Linked DNA regions of Rattus norvegicus: region 2 is linked to region 1. The links are chromatin contacts, called in public Hi-C maps. All regions are on one chromosome and are shown on one strand. Each heading gives the region's core, a stretch centred on a gene start, on an enhancer-like site or on the middle of the called end of the contact. The rest is flanking DNA. Distances are from core to core; before and after follow the strand shown.

Evidence for each region. Hi-C and Micro-C count contacts between places; a contact is called where the count stands out from the background.
Region 2: a Hi-C map of psoas muscle shows a contact between it and region 1, with 1.8 times the contacts expected there. The contact joins two enhancer-like sites. A contact is called at or near these places in 2 of 12 Hi-C or Micro-C datasets (hepatocytes and psoas muscle).

The regions. Positions count from the first base shown.
Region 1 is chr13:69,842,346-69,848,283 of GRCr8, reverse strand. No RefSeq gene overlaps it. Among named protein-coding and RNA genes, the nearest start is that of Ier5, 23 kb to the right of the region's middle. Within about 2 kb of position 4,108, at least 36 of the 93 cell types and tissues checked have an H3K27ac peak or open chromatin away from gene starts, as enhancers often do.
Region 2 is chr13:69,938,353-69,944,228 of GRCr8, reverse strand. It overlaps Kiaa1614 (KIAA1614 homolog), which reads left to right. Exons shown (of 10, transcript NM_001427644.1): 9 at 181-365; 10 at 3,762-5,001. The coding sequence ends at 3,955. Among named protein-coding and RNA genes, the nearest start is that of Kiaa1614, 30 kb to the left of the region's middle. Within about 2 kb of position 1,623, at least 11 of the 93 cell types and tissues checked have an H3K27ac peak or open chromatin away from gene starts, as enhancers often do.

The DNA of each region.
Region 1 (5,938 bases), core at 2,859-5,358:
AAATGCCAATGCATTCACTTACTGTCAAGAGCAGAGCTGCCAAATGGGTCAGGGACTAGTTTCAGCTGGACTGCACATCTTCTGGTACTAGGGTTCACATGAGAGCAAGCAAATTATAGGAAAGGGTTTGCCAACACAAGACTTGGGGGCGCAGGGACCTATTGTCTTACCTCCTACCTTTTTGTAACAATATATTCACATAACAGTTAGCTCACAGAATGTTCCCTTGGGAGAAGGGGTTTGTCTCGAGCCACAAACAGTGGACAGCAAAGTTAGAAAAGAATTCGGGTGTCTCTCCAACCTGGGTCTTTCCCACTCGCTTGATTGACAACATTGCCGTCATCCTTAGACGATGGCCTCCACTGACTTCAAAGAGCCTCCCCTCAGATGCTTGCCCTCATCTAACCTCTATCTCTCTGTAAAATATCTGCATCTCCCTTTCACTTTGGACTCTCTTTCTTTGCTGTCCTTTTAGCTTGTAATTATCCCCAAACCCACAGGTTATGAAACAAATCCCCAAACCCAGCTGCTTAAAAACAACAATCATTTCAGTCAGTATCTTTCATAGCTCCTACGGGTCAGGAATTTGGGTGGAAACCGAGTAGGCAACGTTGGCTTGCAGTCTTTCATGGATCTGCAAACAATGGCTGGAAGTAAAGAGTGAAGGTCTAGAGAAACTGTGGGTACAGTGTAGGTACGGTGTCTCCAAACCAAACCGGGTCCCCACACCCAAGTGTGGAATGGGGACTCTAGGCTGGCTCTCTATGTGGGGTACTTTGGGCTTCCTCACAATATGGTAGCTTTGGAGCAATCAGATTCTGTAGGTGGTGGCCCAAGTCCCCTCACCTTTTGCGTACCCTTAGTTGGCCAAGAAGGTCTTCACTAAAGTCTGATCAGCTTCAAGGAGAAGCAACACAGACACTAAGTAGGAAGGCTGTCACAGTGAGGTCCTGAAGAGCCTAAGGAACTTCACTGTAGAAAACCTGGGGCTTCTGGAGGGGAGATGGTGAGGCCTTTCAGCATGGAGACAAGTTCTAATGGAGGGGGGACAGTGATGCCTTTCATCGAGTTAAATGAGTGAGTTCTTAGCTATCCTAGATCTAAGGTTAATGGAAAGAATGTAGGTATCCGGTACCAAGGAAACATCTTGAGGCTTCCACTGTGGCCTTCCTTGTCCTCTTCTTCCCACAACTGGCACAGCTGAGAGAACACGCAACTTTGCCTTGTCTTTTCAATTTTTGTCCTGCGAACCCGCAGAGCCACAGCTAACCTATGAAGGACAGATGTGGCCGAGACACTGTCCAGTGTCTTAGGGTTTCTATTGCTGTGATGAAACACCAGACTGAAAACAAGTTAGGAAGGGAAGGGTTCGTGTGGTTCACACTTTCACACCACGGTCCATCATCAAAGGCAGTCAGGGAGGAACTCACACAGGGCAGGACCCTGGAGGCAGACCTGATGCAGAGGCCGAGGAGGGATGCTGCTCCCCCTCGCTCCTCCTGGCTTGCTCAGCCTGCTTTCTTACAGACCTCCAGGACCCACCCACAATAGGCTAAGCCTTCCCACGTCTATCACAAATTAAGAAAATGCCCTACAACGGGATCTCATGGAGGCAGTTCCTGACTTGAGGTTCCCTCCCGTTAGATGATTCTAGCCTGTGTTTAGTTGACATAAAACTAACCAGGGCAGGTCACATGGCTTGGCCTGTAGCGTGGGCTTTGACCCCATTTGCTCTTTTGGTAAGGGATCCTTGTGCACTTGCGCAGGCCGCACTGTACACAGCAACTCACCCTAGCCTTAGAAAACAAAGGGACTCCACGGGGAAGTAATTGGATTGATCTGGAAGGGTGGAGCAAGAAGGCCCGCCTATCCAACAGGAGAGACGTAGATGGCCTGCTTAGGTCACCCAGTTAAAATTACCCCAATCATTTTACATAATCAGTGTTTATTTGTTAACAGTCTATTTTAGAAATCTTTATATAACATCCCACGGTCAGCTTCCATGATGCCTTGTATGTAGTAGAGACTCAGTACATACATCCTGAATGAGTCAGTACAGTATTTTAATGAGTGAGTCTACGTGTCCTGCCGCGAAAGGACAGTGTCACCTTACAGCTGAAGTCATAGAGGAGAAATAGCCTGTGCTACCCTAGGTGCCCGGAGCAAACAGTCCGGAGCTTTGTCTGAATTCTCAGTGGGTTTCAGCAGCATTAACGTTTAACTGTGTGGGGGTGGGGGTGGGGCACGTGCACACCGTGGTGTATGCCAAGGTGCGCGTGTGGAGGGCTAAAGTCGACTTACAGAAATAGGTTTGCTATTTCTACCATCTAGATCAAACTCGGATGGTTAGGCTTGGTGGCCAGTGCCTCTACCTGCTGATTGTCTTGCCAGCTGAAGACTCTTAGCTTAATAAACTTGAAGATCACTACCCCCAGTTTTAAGATGTATCTTAGACTTGCTCTTCTTGTCTCCGTGTCTGGGCTGGGCTGAGCTGGTAGGTGGTACTACTACAGCTAGGATCTTATTGAGCTTCTGCCCTGTTTGTGTGATTAGATCCCAAATTCTACCAACTTCCACCTTCTTCCCCTGTAAACACAGTAAAGGACAGAATTCGGTGCTTTTTATGTGAGGTTTCCTCTCTCTCTCTCTCTCTCTCTCTCTCTCTCTCTCTCTCTCTCTCTCATTCTCTCTCTCTCTTTTCTTTAGACAAGGTTTAGTTTAGGCTGCCTCGAACTTACAATGCCTCAGGTATTACCATGTCCAATAAGGAATAAGATTCCCACTCTTCTCTGACACAGGGTCTCATGTAGCCCAGGCTAGCCTCAAACTCAATACATAGCAGAGCTGAATACCTTGTCTTCCTGAGACACTGTTTTTCTTGAGAGCTATAAGGGGTGCTTGACCAGACTCAGAAGGACAAATATTCCATATTTTCTTTCATTTGCAAAAATCTAGATATAAACAAATAGAACGGGCATAGAAGGAGAAGGCAGACTGTGTGGAAGAGGAAGAAATCTAAGGGAGGGGAGAAGAGTGGCAACGAGAGGGGAGAATATAGAGGATGAAAATGGCTGACTGCTTCTCTTATAGGAACAATCTAGATTTGTGCATTTGTGGGGGAGGGAGCAGGTGTGGCTGTGCATGTTTCTTGAGATGGAACTTAGAGCCTCAGATATGTTGAGCAAGGGCTCTAACATTGAGCTATATGCCCAGGCAGAATATTTCATTGTCAATACTCTACCCCACCTCCCCATGTGTTACTGGGGATTAGAGTTACAATCTCAAGCATGCTGGGCAAGGTATATGAGCTATATATGCCCAAGCAGAATATTTGATTTCTCTCAGTGCCTGTCTGGGAGGGAGTAGGGAGAAAGGTCCTGTAAGGGGACTTGTTCCTTCCTGCTTTCTTCTCTTCTTCCTCCCACTCAGAGTTAACTGAACCCAGCACGGGCCTCTGCAGTTGTCCCTTGTGGGGGCTGGGTGTGAGAGAATGTTTGGGGCCAGAAGGTTCTGTGTCTTGGCACTGAGGGACAGAGTGGCAGCTGGAAGGCTGCGTTGGCCTGGAGCCCTTGGCAATGCCAGCCTGGGTGTGAGGCAAGTGTGGTAGCAGCAGCCAGACCTCGGAGAGGTGACGGAGGGCGCAAGGGAGGAGAAACACAGTTTCTGAGACCAAGCTCGCCCACAGAAAATACAGCGGGGCCTACGGATGAGACCAGAAGCCACCAAAATGGGAAAGGAAGTGTAACCCAAGGGAAATAAGGCATGCTTTATTAAGTCAAGTTGAAGCAGTAGTCTCTGTCCCGTTTCCTTCTTGAGTATTACGTCGAAAGCTAGGGTTACCAGAACTGAGTGAAAGCTCATGGTTGTTTCTTGTTTCTCTCCTTTTCCCTTGCGCAACACGACAGTAGCATAAATAGAGGATTCCAGGAATATTGAGAAGAAACATTCTCTAAGAAGTGACGATTCTGGGGAATTTTAAGGGGTTGTAATAATAAAAACACAATCGTTTGAAGTCGCATCCGCTGCTGAAACACAGCCCTCCCCTGTGCTTTAAAATACCTACGCACACGTTCTGCCCATTAGTCACCAGACAGCTATGGATACATAATCTGTGTATTATCCACAACAGGAAGTTGTCATAGCAGAGCCAGCCCCAGAGGCTGAGTGGTTGGGTTGCGTATCACCCTACTCAAAACAAAAACAAATGGAGTTAGTCATTGATCCTTCTGGATTCCCCAAAGAGGAAGCTCAAGCTGCCTTAATCCAATTTTGGCTTTTCCAAGTGAAACTGAAATCAAATATTGAAAATTTGTAAACTAGCCATTTAGCTACACATGATGGAAACTTTTCATTTAAGGCCAGCTTGGTCTACATAGAGAATTCCTGGAAGATGGTTTTCTACCACAAGGAATTATTAGTTTCTCTCCGGCACTGTACAAACTATAATACTGTTAATTCCAAAGATTTGAGGAGAAAGACCACTGACCCAAATTATCACAGCCAACTTATTAAAGCAAGTGTTTTATTCGTGTACCTGGGCTGTCTCTCCCTGAAAGTAGGGTTGAAAAGACATGGAAGACAGGTACATGAGGAAGACAAGGATTTTGTAGCTCAAGGGTAAGGGGCTTCCAAATGGGGAAAAATAGTCAGGGCTACAGAAGCAAATATGGCAAGGCGGTCAGAGCAAGGTAGTCATAAAAACCTTTGAAATAAAGTAAGGTTGAAAGATGATTATTACAGCTTTTCGAACCAAAGACATGGTTGCCAAGGTCCCTGGAACAGGCAGTACAGAGTCACCGTAGTTCAGATTACAGGTGGGGCATAGCCCAATCCTTGAGAAACAGATTTATTCATAAGCAGGGATGAGCCTAATTTGTCTTTATTATAAGATGGCTTTCAGGTACAAGCTGGTTCATCTAATATATTTTCATTAAAGCCACAAAGTTTGTTGACTCCAATTTCTTAATGGACCACAGTCATCGATATTCAAATTAAGTCCTACTGGCCTTCATTAGTTCTCAGTCATTCTTAAAATGTAGGTTCCACAAAGCCTAGGTTCCAGTATCCCGGATGTGAAAGGTACTGTGTACACATGCATATTGACAGTGTGGTGCTATAAAGTCTACTGGGAGTGAGACAACACAGTGTGGACCAAAAACACAGCTGTCACTTCAATAGACACGAAAAGAGTTTATTTGAAGCCAAATATGAGTGACTTTGACCCAGAAGCATGGATTCAGATGGACCTGTTCCACTCTTGAGGTGACTGTATGAATTTCTTATAGTCATACAACAGAACATCGTGAATTAAGACATTTGTCAAACACATCGGAGAGTGCCAAAAACTCTGCGGGTTTCTGTTATCTGATGGCATCCATAGTCTGTGGTTGGTGGAAACTATTGGTCTGCTAAGAATACATTCCATTGCCAGCAAGATGGCCCAGTGGGGTGTCTAGACTTCCCACCAAGTCTTCCACTGGGAGTGGAACAAAAAAAACTGACTCCTGAAAGTCACACACACACACACACACACACACACACACACATAAATAAATAAATAAATAAATAAATAAATAAATAAATAAATAAATAAATGTAACTTTTTTGTAAGAATGTAATCCAAGGGTATCTGATGGGTTTGCTATTTTTATTTTTAATTTTTTTGGCTTAAGATTAGATACAGGTGGAGGCAATTTAGTGGACTGTGGATGCCTGAACGGAACATATACCCCTGAGGCTCTTGCATTTGTCAGCAGAAACCATTGTCCCATTTTGCTGAAGTTCTGTTCCTTGACAAGGTCACATGTTCCTATAGTTTTGAATGTTGTTTGTCCCCTCAAAGGCTTGTGTGCTTGGAGCATAGTCCCCAGGCTGGTGGGTATCAGGAGACATAGGTCGAGTAGGGGTACGCTCAGTAGGTGGCGCTCTGAGAAGGTAT
Region 2 (5,876 bases), core at 374-2,873, 98 kb before region 1:
GGAGCCACCAGCAGGTGTGGGAACTGCCTGTCTCCATCCCAGGGAGCTCATTTTGCTGGCTGAGGTCAGAGAAACCAGCTTCTAGTGTCAGGCTCCTATATCAGAGATGTGGGTCACCTTAGGGACAAGAAAAACTGTTGTTACCTAACCCCATCGTGACTGTCTTTGGTCTCCTTGTAGGCCAGCCAAGGCCTTTCCCCGTCGTGCCCTCAGTGTAGAAGATGTGGGTGCCCCCAGCCTGGCTCGTACTGTGGGCAGAGTGGTGGAGGTGTTCCCAGATGGCACAAGCCAGCTGCAGCTGCAGCGACCCCCAGAGGGCACCTTTGGTTTCTGTGTGGCCTATGGCAGTGGCCGGCGAGACTCAGGTATGCTGTGGGGATCCTCAGCAAAGTACCTGGGGTGTGGTCAAGTTCCTTCTAGGCAATGGGGAAAAGCTCCCCTTGTCCTTCCAGAAGTTCTTCCTGGGTGCCAGGTCCCAGGAGCCGCCCCTGCTGAGGGGGTGGAGCTGGCAGATTTGACTCCAATGTCCCCCAGCCGCCCTGTGACATCTTGAGATCAGCGCCTTCAAGGCTGTTCCAGAGGGGCAGAGGAAAACTGTCTGTGCATGCCAGTTCTCTGCTTTTGCTTTGATGTGGTTGATGTATTCCAACCGTCCGGTCCTCCAGCTGGTGTGTCTGGGCTTGTGGAGTGGGCCTGCCTGTCTGCAGTCCTGTCCACAGTCCTCCCTCCCCAGCTCCTGGAGGCTTTGTTCACATGGACGGTGGCTCCAGGTGCCTGGCTCGGTTGCCCACTGTAAGATAATTCAATAGCAATATTGGTGAGTTCTGACTACTTCTTGGCCCCTCTACATCCAGGAATCCTTCATGGCAACCTGACCTGCCCAGGCTAAGCCCATGGTCCTGAATGTGTTTGGGTACAAGAACCCCTGAAAGCTATCCCCAGGGTAGGCTTAGCTTCGGGGAGACTGGGCAGAGGAGGGAGGGATGACTTGAGAAGAGAAGCCCAGGAGCCTGTGCTGCTGTGCCCTGCCGAGGGGAGGTAGTCCTTCCTGCTCGACTGTCTCCTAGGCCAAGGCTGTCTAACTGTGAAAGCCCTCCTGCTGCCGCTTCTGCAGCACAGCGTGTGTGCTAGCCCCTGCCCTGTTGTTCACCACTCAGCTTCTGTCAGTGAATGTGCCAGGTGCCTGCTTGTAAGGCTCGTGGATGCCGGGGTCACAGCGCAGCAGACCTCACAAGTGTGCACTCCAGCAAGGGTGCCAGGCCAGAACTACATGTTTGTTTCATATGTTTTCTATCACAGGCGCGGCATAGTGAAAGGCACCCAAAAGCAGAGATTAATAAAACAGGCATGGCCGGAACTGGGTAGACAGGCTTGAGATGACACTCGAGTGGAGGCAGGACAGAAGAAGGGGGGAGCTATGTGGGGTCAGGAGATGAGAGTCGAGGAGAGGGGCAACCAAGTGTGAAGGTCCTAAAGGGCCATGGTCCTTGCCATTAGGGAAACCAGGTTGGCTGGGAGCTGAGCTCAGAGAGGCTGCAGGCTGCAGGCTGTCCTGTCCTAAGAGACCTGGAGTTTTCTCACCGAGTGGGAGAGGATCCACCTTCATCTACTGGAAGAGATTTTAGAACAGACAGGTGCTAGCTAGCTGTGCTGAGAATACACAACGGGACAGGAAAGGGCACTGACCTGATGTCTAGAGTCCAGGAGACAGAGCAAATGGCAGATGGCATGAGGGTCGCCATGGAGATGGTGGGGGGGGGGAGCCTATAATTTGACTGCATTGCAGTTAGTGGGACCTGAACTTTCTGGGAGAGTTGGGAGGGAGACAGAAAGAGGGGGGAGGGAGGGAGGGAGGGAGGGAGGGAGGGAGGGAGGGAGGAAACATGTGTGGTTGGGAATGGTGTGGGCCTCCCCAGTCTGGACCTAGGGAGAGTCAGATGTCAGTGCAAACAGGGAACTGACATTTAGGAAGCCAGACTGAGTGCCATCCAGGCTGACTAGGTGGTGCGCCGCTCTTGCTGCTGTATTTGGCCACCATATGTCACACAGGGGTCTCACGCTAGGCAGTGTGGTGGCTGCTGGCACTCTACCTCAGGCCTTCCTCTACCTGCTTAGGCCAGTTCCCTGTGCCTCGGAGGAGAGGAGCCGTGGTCTGGGGCTGCCCTGGCCCCTTGCTAAGCTGAGTCAGGAATGTGGCACGTATCTCATCTGACACCACACCCACGAAAACAGCAGGCCCTGCCTTCTGCTTCTAACCAGCTACCACATAGGCGTCTAACATCCTTAACAAAGGCTGTCTCCAGCAGACCATGTGCCAGAGTTGCCTCCCAGTCACGATTTCAGCTGGGAAGCCTACCCAGGTCTCCCTAAAATGGCTGCAGTGACGTCAGTGTCTGGTCTGGGTGGCTACACTCTTTTGGGTTTTGTCATTCCTCCCCACCTGCCTCTCCTGCTGCATACCAAACACTCCTGTGGGTTCCCATGGGAGGTAGGGGTGGCTCTGCTCTCCCTGCCACCAGCCTGTAGACCCAGCAGGTTAGCTGTTCAAGCAGCACGAAAGGAGACCAAGGACAGGGTGGGATCTCACTGGGAAAGCCTTCTGCCAAAGAACTGTAAGCACTTGGTTATTTGGAGACGGGGCCTCAATGGAAAGGCTCCAAAAGGGACAGCCACACTTCAGACAAATGGGTCAAATAGCCACAGACCTTTAGTAAAGGACTTGTAGACTCCATATTCAGAGGCTGGCTTCTCTGGGACCCAGGGCTACAATGAAGGGGGAGCCTCTGGGTCCATAAGGCAAGGTACCACCTCCCACAGTCCACGATGCTGCAAGCCAGAGATGGACGCACCAGAACAGACATCCTGCCAGTGCCAAGCACCTGACTAGGGAAAGGCCTGGGAGAAGGTATCATGTGGACAGCCACTATGTGAAGGGGTCAGGACTGCTCACCTGTCCCCAGACCCCACTGTGTTGTCAGCTGCTGGAGAGCCACTCGCAAAGGCTGTCCCCCTCTGTCCTTAGCGGCTGGCTGTGCTCGCACAGAGAGAATGGTAGTGGGCTCCAGCTTTCCCCAGAGGAACCTCCCATATATGCTGTCAGCTCAGGGCAGCTGACGGAGAACCCCAGAGATGCCCAGCTCTCAGGTGGACACTGCTGTGGCAGCAGTGGCTGGAGACCTGCCTTGTCAGCCCAAGCCCCCATGGCCTCTCCTACAACACGGCTTTCTTGGGAGCCAGCCACGAGTCCCTGACAGGTTTGATCATTTTACAACCCAAGAAATGATCATGCTGGCCAGGGTGAGCCTCTTGGAGTGGTAGAGCGAAGGGTGCAAGAAACAGGCAAGTACATTGTAGATGTGGGCATCTATTTTCCATGGACTTTGGCCACATGCCACCAAAGCCCAAGTGAGGAACTGAGTGACCCTGAGGCCAGGGACTCTGGACCAGATTTGGTCTCTTCATACTCCAGTGACGTGTCCCCTGCCTTGGCCTTTGGGCCTGGGTCACTTGAGCAGCACAGTGCACACTGCTATCCGAAAAGCTGCTATCAGAAAAGGGTAAGATTAGTTCCTTCGTACTAAACAGAAGATGGATAACGTCTTCAAGCATCATTTGCATGGGTTTTGCTGTTTTGAAAGAGGCCACAGAGAAATGAGGTTAAGTGTGGGGTAGGGGATTACAGGGGACACATGATATCAGTTGTAAGGGGCATGTCACTGTTTTCTGCATGATTTCTCATCCCGCCTCCCTTTCCTTTACAGGGCTGTATGTGCAGGACATGGCTGACCTGGATACGGCCAAGCTGTACTCAGGGCTCCTTGGGGTAGGGGATGAGATCCTGGAGATGAACGGGGCCAAGGTTGCTGGGCTGGGCTTGGCTCACATCAACGAGCTGCTGGTGCGTGTGGAGAGCTTGTCGATTCGTGTCTTGAGACAACGGCCTGTCCCCCAGTGACCCAGAAGTACTGCTGTTCTTGCTGATGCTCCTTCAGGACCCCTGACCCACACACACAGTAGGAGGGGCTAGAAACGTGCCACCCAGAGATACCATGAATGTAAAATGCAGTTCACAGATCAGCCTCTGTCTGGGTGTGGCAGAAGCTGTTCTGATGGGCCACCTGTAGGAAGAGGTACCTGTGCCCATTCAGGATACTAATTTATACAGGTCTGGGGACAGGGAATACTGGTTTCTTCCTTCACAGAAGTTGCCATGTTCCTTTGTTGGAGCTAGAGAGGACAGCAACTGACTAATCCTTGAGTTGGCCCTTGAAAGCTGGCCCTTGAGAGCCAGCTTCAGCTTTTGGCCACACTCGCTGAAAAGGCTCCCCAGCCCCCAGCACACCAGACACAGCGTGGCCACATTGGCTTTGCGCCCCATCTCTTTCAGCCGTAGCTTGCTTGGTTCCCATATGACACTTTGCTTCTGATCCAGAAAGGGCTCAGTGTCTTGGCACAGCCTGACAGCCAGGAGCACACATTCCTAACTGTGTGTTCTGTGAAGTATGGCCTGTCAGGAGCTCTGTGCCCCTTCTGGGTATGCGAACTTCTGAAAGAATCTGGGAGCCAGAGTATTAAGAATTACTAGGAATTTTTACGACCAACACAAAGTTGAAAAATGAAACTATTGCCATTTGCAGCAAGTATGGCCATGGTACGAAGGATGTGGGGGGTCAGCCCAGCCCACTCTTTGCCTCCACCCCTGCCTAGTTGTGGCCTGGCCTGGGCGGGCCTTGGTCTTTGTTCTCTTGTCCAGCTTGGAGACAGGGCTGCAGCTGGTGTCTGGCTGTCCCCCAGCTGCAGGGTTTCTATCCAGACCTCCCTGGTGGCAGCTGTGGGTGGGCAGCAGGTAGGGAGGCTGTGAGCGGGGGGTGGGGGGTGGCCATCCCACCTAGGCATAGGGCAGTCTGCTCAGCTCAGACGCTGCTCAAGGGTTCAGGACTCTAGATGCCTGGACAGGTGTCAGTCTTAAATTATTAAAAAGCCAAAGCTGCTTCCACTGGAGTTGCTGGATTCTGTTTCCACTTCATCTCTACCAGCCCTAAGAGGTCTGGGGCAGGGCAGGCGCAGATGGGTACAGGTATAGCCAGGGGACATTTGGAGGGGACATGCAAGGAGGCCTGCAAGGGTAGGGTCACGGCCAGGGTAGTTGCAGAAGGCCCTGCAGAACTTGAGTCATACAGGAGCCCTGGCAAGGCTGAGATCGGAGAGAACAGAGCTAAGAACCTTGGGCTAGGTGGTGTTGGGCACAGCTGCTTTGGAACTTGCCACAGTGCCAGCTATGGTTAAAAAACAAAACAAAACATCTTTCATCTGGATTGGGCTGACACGAGTGTCATGGGCAGTTTTTATCAGACAAGGAAGCCACTGAGTGTTGCTGAGAGATGACAGAGGAAACTAACCTGTTTGGGGAGGAGACTGGAACATTTGCACCAGAATTCAGTTAAAACCCAGAGGCTGGGGAGAGGAAGGGAAGTGGGGGAGTGTCCCGGAGCCCCGAGAGTGCAGGACTGGATGGCTAGGGCTGCCCCAGGCTGGAGAAAAAGCAGAAGGGGGGGTGTAGTAGGTGGGTAGAGTGTCCAGCATATCGAGTGCATGAAACCTCAGGGAATAGAGGACACTGGAGCACCCCAGAGATGAATCTGCCCCATCCCTTTCCTGCAGAAGCCACAGCCAAAGGGAAATCCTGGTGACCTACTACAGCAGTGGGTCTCAACCTGTCTCCAAAGATGTTTACATTCAGTTCCTAACAGTAGGCCCACTACAGTGCTAAAGTGACAACGAAATAATTGTATAGTATGGGGTCGCCACATGAGGAACTGTCTTAAAGGGTCACAGCGTTAGGAAGGTTGAAAAACCTTGCCCTGCTGGCGTCCCCA